3 separate regions of the Mus musculus genome follow, and all the other regions are linked to region 3. Evidence: chromatin contacts called from public Hi-C and HiChIP or PLAC-seq data. All regions are on one chromosome and are shown on one strand. The core of a region is the stretch at or near the end of the contact, and the rest is flanking DNA. Distances in the headings are between cores, read along the strand shown. Region 1 has its middle 9.5 kb from the start of Gm46150. Region 2 holds the start of Amotl2 (angiomotin-like 2). Region 3 holds the start of Slco2a1 (solute carrier organic anion transporter family, member 2a1).

Region 1 (3,714 bases), core at 787-3,286, 320 kb after region 3:
TCCTTGGGGCGTAGTCCAGGGAGAATCTCCAAGGAGGGGTGTCTTGAGATGTTCAAGTGGAGGCATTGGGGTGTGGGAGTGTGGGTGGAGTGGGAATTGTAGGATGTTGGGGGTACTTGGAGCTCAGACTGGACTGTTAAGTTAGGAAATCGTCAGTGAATACATGTGTTAGTCATCCTACCACTACTGTAATAAAATATCTGAGCTAGTGGACGTATAAAGAGAAAAGGTTTACTTTGGCCTATGGTTTTGGAGGGTCCAGTTCATAGGTAGGCAGACCCACTGCTTTTAGGCTTTGACGAGACAGGAGTGTGTGGTGGAGCGAAACTGCTCAGTTCATCACCAGAAAGCAAAATGGGAGCATGAGGAGGGGTAGTAGGCTTAGATTTTTTTCCAAGCCTACTTCAATAAGGGTTCTCAAATGCTTTGAGCCCCCTTCTAGCCCACTGTCCAAAGGCAGAGGAGAAAAGATGGTGAATTGGACAAGGGGATGTGGACCTGTTTAGAAGTAGTTCTTTGGAGGTGATTCCAATCTCCGTTAGTCAGGATAACAGCAGTTTGGTTCAGTAGTGTCAGGATACCAACAATCCAGTTCAAAAGTGTCACGATCCAGCAGAAACCGGCAGGTCTCTGTCGGATAGGCAGGAGTCAGTGGGAACAACTAAGATCAGCCGGAACGCCAGGAGTTCTCTGCCGTGCTTCTCTCAACAAAGCAGGGATCAGCTTAGACAGAAGACCAACAAAGAGTTGCACATCTAGCTATGCAAGCATCTGGTCACTGTCCGTCGAGTCCTACTTATACTCTCTCCAAACATCATGTGTCCTCTCTGGGTCTTACCTCAGCAAAAACATCACGTGAGTCTGCATCACATGACAACCAGAAATTCCCACTTCGAGGAGACACTAGTGTCCCACAATCCCCTTCAAGGACATATCTCCAATGACCCAAGGACCTCTCACTAGGCCCTGAATGATGGGTGCATGCTGCCAGCCAGCCAGAATCGTGGATGAAGAACCCACCTTTTGACAGGCCCACTTCTGTATCCCTGTGGCCACATCATCTTTGCAAGTCTCACTTGCCATACTGCATGCCTTTGCATTTAGGATGCCAGGTAGGACGCTGGCACTGTCATTCCTTTATGGAGCTCAAACCTGTCACTTAGCATCTCTGTACCTCAGGTTGTCCTGTCTGTAAAATGGGTACAAGTAATACTAAGATTAAAGGAATTTGTTTTGGCAGAATGCTTACAACAGCATCTGGGACACAACAACGGCTCAATATTTATTAGCTCTTGTCTATTTTATTTGTTTATTTATTTATTTAATTTATATGAGTACACTTTAGCTGTCTTCAGACACACCAGAAGGACAACAGGTCCACATCCCCTTATCCCTTAACAGCCAGGTCAAGTTCGGCTCCTTCTCTGAAGGGTTCCACCACCTCCTAATATCACCACTCTGGGGACGAAGCCTTTAACACTAGAGCCTTTGGGGGATCATCAAGATTCAAAGAATCTAGGGCTAGGGCTCAGTTGGTAGAGAGCTCGCCTAGCACGTAGGAAGTTCAGTTCCCTAGCACTGAATAAACCAGGTGTGGAGAATCTCCCTTGTAAGGTCAGCATTCCAGGATGGAAGCAGGAAGATCAGAGGTTTAAGGGCATCCAAGGCTCCACAGTGAGTTTGAGACCAAACTACATCCTAGTACTTAGGATCCAGGGATGGGTGTTGTCATCCCAGAAAACGATGCAGAGAAGACACAGAAATACTGGTTCTTTGCTTCCTGGGAGGGTTCAGCTTACGGTGTTGCTTCCTGTCAGAAGTGAACATTGACTTTGGGTTGGGCTATGTGAAGGTCACCTTTCATCATGTGACAAACGCAATATGAACAATCTAAACTGTGGTGAGATGCCTTTGGCTCCTGGTTTCACAGGTTTTATTCACCTCTGTTGCTTTGGACAAGAGGTGAAGTGAACATTGTAACAGCCAAACCTAGAAACAGACAAAGAGACGGGGCTATGGGCAATTCCCTCCCCCAGCTCCCACACCTGTCCATAATAAACCCCTTGTGATCTACTTCCTTAAACTAGGCCCTGCCCCTTAACAGGGCCAGGTCAAGTTCAGAACTTCTCAGAGAATTAACCCTTTGCTTACATCCAAGTCCTCATGATCCAGTCAGTACATCAGCTGTCAGTCAGACCCTTAACACACAACTCTTTGAGGGGAACGTTTCAGCTGTTAACGGTAACTCTGGCCACGTGACTTATCTGAGCAGTTACTGCCAGCAGCTTCGGTGCTGTATGAGTTTAGCAATCTAATGCTTCTGCTAGAAGACCATCCTCAAGGGAGTTGGGCCTTCTTCCAGGCCCAGGGACCTGATACAGTGACCAGAAGTGCCCCAGCTGTTTTACAAATCCCCAGTCTCAGCAGCGGAAGCTGGCCTACAATGCTGAACCAGAAAGAGGCCTTAACCAGGTGCAGTGCTCAAGCCCTGTAATCCCTGCATTTGGGAAGGGGGGGGGGAGGGAGAGGGGGAGGGGGGAGGGGAGGGGGGCTCAAGGCCAGCTGGGGCTAACCAGGGAGTCTGTCTCAAAAACAAAACAAAATAAAAATGGCAGGAAGAAAGGAAATGGAAAGGAAAGAAAAAGGCCTCTTTTTTGTTGTTGTTCATGGTAGGCCACTAACCCTCTCCGCTCAGATCTCACTAGACAAGGTGGGGAACTGGGTCTTGCCTTCAGCAGGTAACTCAGGAGCGGGTCACCCGCTTACCAGGCCTGGCACTTTCCCATCGGCTCCTAAGTCTTTCTGCAGTACTGTCTGTCACTGCTCCTTTCCTGAGGAGGAAGGCCAAATTTAGAGACCCTGAGTCTGAGTTGGAAGCCTTGCCTTTCTTGGGAGGCCGAGCAGGGAAGCAGAACAGATCTTGCCATCTGGAAACCTGTGAAAGGAGACTTTGGGGGTTTTTGTTAGGTTTTTTTGTTTGTTTGTTTTGTTTTGTTTTTCTTTTTTTACCACGTGGTGTGCGCACCAGGTGTACCTCTTTATCTGCACACATTTGAGGCGCATGAACATATGTGCTTGAAACCCGGGGAGGTGGTGTGGGCACTGAGCTTGTAGAGAGGATACCCCTCTGTGAAAGGGATTCGGTTCTGTTCCAGAAGAAAGTCCATACAACACCAGGCATCGGCATTCCCAGTATTTCCCTCCAGTCTGATTTCATGCTCTCCCCCGCCCCGCCCCGTACCCCGTTTGTAGGGAGAATTATTGATGGAAATTCTAGAAGATTTAGGGTCAAAGAAGGCCAGAAAAAAAAAAAAAGAAAGGAAGGAAGGAAGAAAGAAAGAGAAAGAAAGAAGAAAATGAAAAGTTTCCTACCTTTAACCCATTAGGAACCTTAGTGCAATAATGCTTTAAATAACTACAGCCTCTCTCAGAATGGCCTGAGACACCTCACCCCCAAAACTTGCTTCAGGTAGGACAAAGGGTGTCATAAAATAAAGTGACTCTCAGCATAAAACAGGGTGAGACTTCTCTTGTCTGTTATCAAAAGGCCCCATTTGCTCTTCACTCTTCTGCCACGACTCCCTCTGAGAACTCCGACAGCTGTGTTTCTCCTTCCCACAGTGCATACTCTTTATTAAAACTTTTATATGCATTCTGGTCTGGTAAATATTTTACCCCCAAGCTTTGGGCAGGGTCTTTCCAGGGTCCCAGCCT
Region 2 (3,480 bases), core at 954-3,453, 290 kb after region 3:
ATGAAGGAGGAGGCTGGGTGGGTAGGTGGGTGGTTTTACACAGGCCCAGATGCAAGTGCTAATATGGCCATCTATTGATTAAGTTTAGTTACTGAGCTTCTGATCCTTAGTTTGCCATTAATATAAATATATATATGCATATATGTATATACATACATATATATGTACACACACACACACACACACACACACACACACACACAGTGTGTCTCTTGGAGTTGAAATGTAAGAAGCTGAGCGCCTGGTATGCTATAAATCCTTGGCAAATGCTTATCATTGTAACATTTATGGAGATTTAGCTGATCTTACAGATATACAACAGAAAACCAGAAGGCTATCTCATATCACAGTCCCCGGCAGTCAGCCATTACCCCAAACAATCTCATGGGCAAACTGTAGGACAGGCGTCCATCAAATTCAACCACTTAGCAATAGGGTTCCCAGTTTACTGGCAGGCGGTAAAGAAAGAATGTAGCCCAGCAGAAAGAAGCCCTAAGCAAATAATTCCATTGATTCTTTAGAATAAAGACGCGTGAGCCAGACCCTGGGCTCAAAGGCTGCTGATAAAATAAATCTGAGTCTCCCTGTCACAGATGACCTTAGCAGCCACTCTGCAAGGTGAGCAGCACAAGAAGCCCCATGGAAATTGGTGAGGAGGCAGAGGGGAGCTTGCAGTAACTGAGCCAGGGAAACATTTTCCATGACCACCAACCTCTTTTCTTGGCACACACATTTGCTACTTAGAAAAACCCCTCCCTACGTGTATGCTAGAGGCACACAGGGGATGATCCCTCTGCATCTCTGTTGATATTAGTAACAACTACCTATGCCAGTTGATGGGGTAATGAGGCGAGGGGGGAGACAAAGGAAGGGGGTGGTGGCCCCTTTCTGTGCCATACTAATGCTAGCCCCCTGTCCTACCTCAGTTTGGGAATGGTATGTTGGCAGAGCTGGAGAAAGGTAATGAGCCCTGACGATACCCAAGCCAGCAACTAATCCTCCCCCCCCCCCCCAACTGCACCCTGCAATGTGTAAGACTTGAAGAGTCTGCTCACACGCGGCTTTTTCTACGCGGTATTTCCTAAGTTAATCACTGTCTGGGCTGACTCGCGCTAAGGATCCGGGAGCGGCTAGAAGGAATGCTGAGCCTTCCCGGCAGATTCCAGGCGCGCCGACTATGAGCCAGGCTCTCGGAGCACCGAACATTTCCGAGGCCTTTCATCGCACAAACGTCCCAATCGAATCCCCTAGATGCACAATCTTTCTTTCAAATACTTATATAAGAGCACTTACTGAAAATCAACTTCCTTACACGGGCGCTGTACCTGGGCTGCACTGGAGCGCTGCACTCGGAAAACCAGCCACCTTTCTAAGCAAACACGGGTCTCTGGCCTTGGCCTGGGCTCACTCCAGCAAAAGGAACCAACGCTAGTCTCCAAGTCAACCAGGCCAGTCCAGGGTCCCGGCGTTACTCACCTCTACCGAGGCAGACCACTAGCACCGGTGGCTGCCCGAGCGCCCCGGGCGAGCAAAACCCGCAACCGCGAGAGGTCTTTAAGCATCGCGGGTACGCCTCTCTCCCTAACCCTCTTTGTTTTCCAAATACTTCAGCGCTGACGTCACCGGACTGGACAGCAGGCTGCATTCTTTCTAAGTGAGAGCCAGTTCGTGGCTCCGCAGAGGATTTTCCAAGGAAGACAAAGAGGAATTCTTGAGCTAGCTGAGGGTAAAAGCCACCTGTATCCCCAATCCAGACAAAGCAGCCACGGTAACCTCATAATTCAGCGAGATATGCCTACCGCAGCTTTTCACTTGCCCCGCACGCGAGACGCACACTCCCAAACACTGATCCTCTGTCCTTCCTCCAGCCCCAGTGGGTCGGAGAATGGTGTCCTCACCCCCACAAAAGCGCGAGCAGTCTAGGCTAGACACCCAGGATCGATCCTCGAAAGGGTTCACAGTCTCCCCTCCCGCTCCCGGGGAGGCTCGTCCACCCCAGCTCCGATCTCCAGAAAGGGTCGGACTGATCGCGGTGTCCCGCTGCTGCTGGGAAGCGTCCCCGCCGGCCTCGCGCACTGCCCGGAGTGCCCGGCACCTTGCTTACCGCTGCGGCCCGCGGCTGCCGGCGCACGCAGACCCGGTTCGGCTTAGGTACAGTCAGCAACGGAGGTGCGCACTAGTCGGTGGCGCCGATGATCTGCTTGCTCGCGCCCCAGTGCGCAGCCTCTAGGTCAGCCCGCGCTGGAGGCGGCTGCTATGCCAGGAATGTGAGAGTTTCAGGTTCCCCCTCGGGATCAAAGCGAACCACAAATAACCTCTCAGCGCGCCGCCCTCCTCCGCTCTCCGCCTCCCTCCGCTCCCCGGGCCAGCCCCCGCCTTCCTCCCGGGAGGCGGCGCTGCGGCTGGCCGCTGGGCTGGCCTCAGCCTTGTCCCCTTGCCACTCTGGGCTCTGGCGGCCGTGCGGCATTCATTCCCTGCCACCCTGCTTTGTGTCCTAGCTGTTGGGAGTGTCTTAACCAACTCGTCCCAAGATCGCCCCACCACTGCCCGCACCGGGTTCTCACCCTCCATTCCTACAGGCACCGAGGGACGACTCCAGGGATCAGCCTCTCACGCCCCTATGGTGGCTGTAAGAAGGGTCTGTGGCGTTTTGGAAATGGCGGGAGGACTGCACAGCAGTTCACATCCGCCCAGCCTTGACAGTGTTGCAGACGAAACGATGTTTCGGCCCGCCGCTGCCCAGCCTCTTTCCTAACTCCTACTATTTCACCCCCCAGCGGCAAACTTTGAATTGCACTTTTATTGTTTACAAACACCTTGGCCAGCTCTTTTAATCCTGCCTCTACAGGAAGTGTGTGAATCTGGGTTGAAAATCTGGTGGATTTAACCCACTACCTAACTAAATGAATCAACCACTCACTGGGCATTCGGTCCAACTCCTCCCTAACTCCGCTCATCTTTAAGCCAAGCACGCGGCGGGTCACCACTTGCTTTTTACTCGGCCATCCGACTCCAGTAACCCTCCGACGGTGCTCTTATCATGTCTGTAATAAATAAGAAACCAAGGTTCAGAGAGTCTAAACAACTTGCCTAGGGTCACACAGAGAGTAGCCAATGAAGCCAGGTCCCTTTTCTTGGTCTTCAAAATCCGGTCTCCGTAACCTGACAAGGCAGAGAGTCTCTGCTTCCACCTACCTGTCCCGAGTTTCAGTGTCTTTTCCACCTCGTCTACACCTAGCCAACCCTCTTTGTCTTCCGCTTCTCTGGCTTTTGGTGTGGAATCGACTCCTTTGTCATTTGGACCCTTCTACTTCCCCAGGAGACTCCTCCAGCTTAGCTGCTCTGACTCCCTCCCCTCCCCGCCCCCCCCACCCTCTTTCTGGTTAGAGCGTGCATTCCTCAGTCCCATCCACCTCGAATCAGGACCAATTTCTGCTGCGGGACTGCCGGGCCCAACCCCCTCCTTCCCTCGGCGTTCTC
Region 3 (3,828 bases), core at 297-2,796:
GTCCCTCTAAATTGGTAGAACCAAAATAATAAATGGAATTCCCATCCAGGTCTGGCTAGAGGGGAGGAGATCTGAGGACTGTTTTCAATTACCTCCAATTTTCTGTGTTAGGAATATTCCAATGGGAAATCAAGGTAGCCCTTTAAAACCATGGTGGTGGTGGTGGTAGTAACAAAAGAGGGATCCCCACGAGGAACCCCAGTTCTACCAGTAACAGCCTGAGGCAGAACATGCAGGTGGCATTCGCTCTGCCCCACCCCACCCCCCAAACCCCAGTCTCTTTCCGTTAGACACACATAGCCTGTTCACATTTCTCCAATCCTTCCATGTGAGGTCTGGGCACCCATTACATCTAAGGTAGGAATTGTGGGAAATAATCTCTCTGCACCATATGCTTGCCGGACCCCAGGGCGCCTGGATGTCTGACCAAGGTCGTCTAGCCCCTTCCAGGAGATACCTTCTTCAGGAACCTCTCTCCCAAATATTGTGAGGACGCAACCATTCCAGGTCCTTCAAGACCTGGGGGAAGTGGACCCTACTTTTGACCCTTACCAAAGAAGGCATTCTCATGCTAACAGCTTCCTCTTTTTTCTATTAACTCCTCATAACTCTCAGGCCACAGGCACCTCTGGTGGCCTTTCTCCATAAACCTCGAGTGCCTGCTGTTTTCTTGAGACCAGGAGAGCTGGGGAATCCTCAAAACTGCTGGGAGCTATGCAGCCAGGTAGCAATCTAATCTGCGACTCCCAACTATTGCAAAGATGAAAACCCAGGCAAGGAATGCAGGCTTCTACCATCCACTGAGACAAGGTGCCTGTGCTCTGACTTGCATCTCAGGCTGCCCACAGCCTGTTGCCCACAAGGTGCTGGCTAAACTCCTCTGCATCCCTTCTCATTAAGGAAGAGCGCATACCCACAGCAGAGACCCAACAGAATTCCCTGGAGGTGTTCTTTCTCCATGGAAGAACAGGACAGTTCCCCTTTACAAAGTTACGTCTGTTCTGATTATTACTCCCCACGAGAGCCTATGAGCATATGCGCGCAACACACACACACACACACACACACACACACACACAGAGAGAGAGAGAGAGAGAGAGAGAGAGAGAGAGAGAGAGAGAGAGAGAGAGAGGTGTCGCCCCCTCACGCTCACGCTCACGCGCCGGGCCAGGCCCCACGGATGTGGCACCGGGGACAGAGAAGGGAGCCGGGTGCAACCCAGAGCTCCCGGACTGGCCTCATCGACGTCCTAGGTTGTGTCACCCACTCTGCCGCCCTCCTGCCCCGAACACGAACACTACTCACAACACTACTCACCTTAATGTTGTTGAAGACCGAGCGGGAGCAACGTCTGGCTGGGACCGAGGAGGTGCCGCTGCCCTGGCGTGCTCCGGGCTTGGGCAGGAGCCCCATCGTGACTGAGGCGACGTCCCCTGACCGGGCCAAGGTGGTGGCGACAGGCCGGGGTCAGGTTCTGCGGGACTTGGGTGCTTCAGGCTTCAGCGGCGGTAGCCGGGCTATGGGGAGCGAGACGTGGAGACTGAGCGAGAGAGTGAGCGCCCAGAAGTTTTTATAAGTGGCAGCGATGATGAAACGCGCTCTCTCTCCTCCCTCTCTTCCTCGGGTGTCAGAGGTGCTGCTAGCCCCCGCCCAGCCGCTGTCGCCTCCCCCAGGCAGGTGTCTTGGGTCCTGGAGTCGCGGCTGCGGAAGCCCAGAGGCTCTGGGACTCGAGCTGGGTGAGCCTTGGCTGCCTATCAGGTCCTGCTGGCCAGGGTTGAGGGTTGGGGGTAGTGTGTGGGGAGATGGCGGGTCCCCGAGGAAGAGGAGACCGCGTATGGAGGAGGCAGGAGGCTGCAGGCCAGGAGAAACCTGGGGATTTAAGGTGGGCGCGGCACTGGGGAAGGGGTGGGGAGCTAGAGTGGACTCGAGGGGCACGGGGTGATGGAAGGGAGCGAGGAGTCTCTGTGGCTCTTGGGGTTGTCCAGAGCAGGGCTCTGCGTGTCTGCACTCGCTCCGCAAACCTGGGCCCTCGGTTCCGGTGATGGCTCTGAGACTCGCTGCCCAAGCTCTGTTTGTGCTGAGGACTGATTTATATTTAAACTGCTCTTTGCGCTGCAGAGGAGGGTGGGAAGGCGTAACAAGGTGGAGAGGTGGGGGCCGCCCCAGGGCTGGGCTCAAACTCACTGGACCGGAGCCAAGGTAAACTGCAGGCGCTGTCGAGTGTCAGCGGGTCTGGCCTGAAGTGCTGGGGGTTGGGACAAAAGGAAGCGCTGGTCTGACAGGGATTGCCCCAACCCTGACCTCCTCTGCGAGGCTGGAGTGAGCAAGATATTTTTTCCTCTCCTGGACTGGGACCTTAGGGAAAGAAGGTGAGCCTTTTCCAGAAAAAGACAAAATAGATCCCGCAAAAGCTCTTGAGGCAGTTCGGAGGAGGCGCCCTTCCAGCTTCCTACTCTATTGTCTTGGGCAGAACCACCTCTTCCAGCCCAGCCCAGGAAAAGATGCTGTCAATATGGAGAACAATATGGGTGAAGGATGGAGCCCACTGCTTCGTTATTTCTGAAGGCTGATGTTTTCTCAACTCTGGTCTGGTCGGTCTGGGGACTTCTTCCTACGCACTAGCAAGCGAGGCCAAGGACTCTGGACACAGCAATAATCCAGAGGCTGTTGGACAGTGGGCAACTTCTTCGTTGCTTTGTTCACCTGCAGAGAAAAGTACAGACAGACTGGCTCACTGGACCACCGTGGGACACAGGTAGTTAGAGGTGACAGTGTACACTGGACACAGAAGGCCCCATCCATGGTGGATTGTGCCTGATGCTATGTAGATTTCTTGTACCACCAGTGCTAGATCTAAGTGAGAGAGGGTTGCTTTGATGATCTGGACTTTACAGGTAAGGATGCCAGAGGGATCAATTAGAGGGACCAAAGCCACACTGCAAGGAAGTAATAGAACTAGACCCAGAACTCAGTGTTGCCTGATGCCAAAGCCCAGCCATGAAGCACTCTTGTGTAGAATGAAGGAGGGTGGAGGCCAGAGGACAGCCCCACGTGTTTCTCAGATGTCTTCCATCTTGTTTTTGAAACAGACTCACTGGCCTGGCATTGACCTGGGGCTGGCCAGCAAGCCACCTGTCTCTGCCTCCCCAGGCCTGTGATTATAAGTGCCTGCTGCCATAATTGTTCTCTTTGATTACATGGGATTGAACTCAGGTCCTCCTGCTTGCCAGGCAGGCCCACTACTGACAGCTATCTCTCTAGCCTCAGGCACTTTTAAAGTTATCTAGTACAGCAATTGCATTTCACCCTGGGGCCTCAGTGATTAGAGTTTCTTCCTCAACACGTGTCCTTCCCAGGTAGATCCTTCTAGTAGACTCCCAGGGAGAATCCAGCTCTCCCGTGTAGATGCTGTCCTGCTCCTTTAACTTTGCCCTCGGCCTGGTATCACGGCCAGTGTGTCACCTCCAAGGGTAATGCTTACTCAGAAATGTTATCAAGAGAGTTCAGCTAAATGCAGTGGCGTCTGACCGCAATGACTCCAGTGAGACTTATTTGTCTGTGTATGAACATGGATACTCTACGGTATGGTTAAGGGGAAGGTTTTTGTTGTCGATGTGAGGGAGAGAACTGACAGAGACATCTGGAAAGGCCCAGAGCACAGAGAGAAAGCAGTAGACTGAACATGGCCAGCAGCCCAGACCTGGCCATGAGAGAAGCCGAGGAAGAGCAGAAAGACAGAGAAACCTAGAGAAGGGAAGGAGGAGGGGGAGGAGGAGGGGGGAGACAAAGAGATTGAGATGGGGGGAGGGGAATCAAAAAAGAGGGATC

Evidence for each region. A called contact is a pair of places that touch in the nucleus more often than the background predicts. HiChIP or PLAC-seq counts read pairs in DNA pulled down with a chosen protein or histone mark.
Region 1: a Hi-C map of embryonic stem cells shows a contact between it and region 3, with 2.2 times the contacts expected there. The contact joins the enhancer-like site here to the promoter of Slco2a1 in region 3. A contact is called at or near these places in 1 of 39 promoter capture datasets (hippocampal neurons), 1 of 484 Hi-C or Micro-C datasets (embryonic stem cells) and 2 of 115 datasets of contacts at active chromatin or transcription factors (extraembryonic endoderm stem cells and pancreatic cancer cells).
Region 2: an H3K27ac HiChIP or PLAC-seq map of extraembryonic endoderm stem cells shows a contact between it and region 3. The contact joins the promoter of Amotl2 here to the promoter of Slco2a1 in region 3. A contact is called at or near these places in 5 of 39 promoter capture datasets (the 3T3-L1 cell line, embryonic stem cells and liver), 3 of 484 Hi-C or Micro-C datasets (the HL-1 cell line, embryonic stem cells and pancreatic cancer cells) and 3 of 115 datasets of contacts at active chromatin or transcription factors (embryonic stem cells, extraembryonic endoderm stem cells and pancreatic cancer cells).

The regions. Positions count from the first base shown.
Region 1 is chr9:102,691,408-102,695,121 of GRCm38.p6, reverse strand. No RefSeq gene overlaps it. Among named protein-coding and RNA genes, the nearest start is that of Gm46150, 9.5 kb to the right of the region's middle. Within about 2 kb of position 2,036, at least 18 of the 459 cell types and tissues checked have an H3K27ac peak or open chromatin away from gene starts, as enhancers often do. A contact at or near this core is called in embryonic stem cells, where this site is marked.
Region 2 is chr9:102,716,527-102,720,006 of GRCm38.p6, reverse strand. Amotl2 (angiomotin-like 2) reads right to left here and starts at 2,203. Exons shown (of 10, transcript NM_019764.2): 1 at 2,105-2,203.
Region 3 is chr9:103,006,205-103,010,032 of GRCm38.p6, reverse strand. Slco2a1 (solute carrier organic anion transporter family, member 2a1) reads right to left here and starts at 1,546. Exons shown (of 14, transcript NM_033314.4): 1 at 1,318-1,546. The coding sequence starts at 1,413.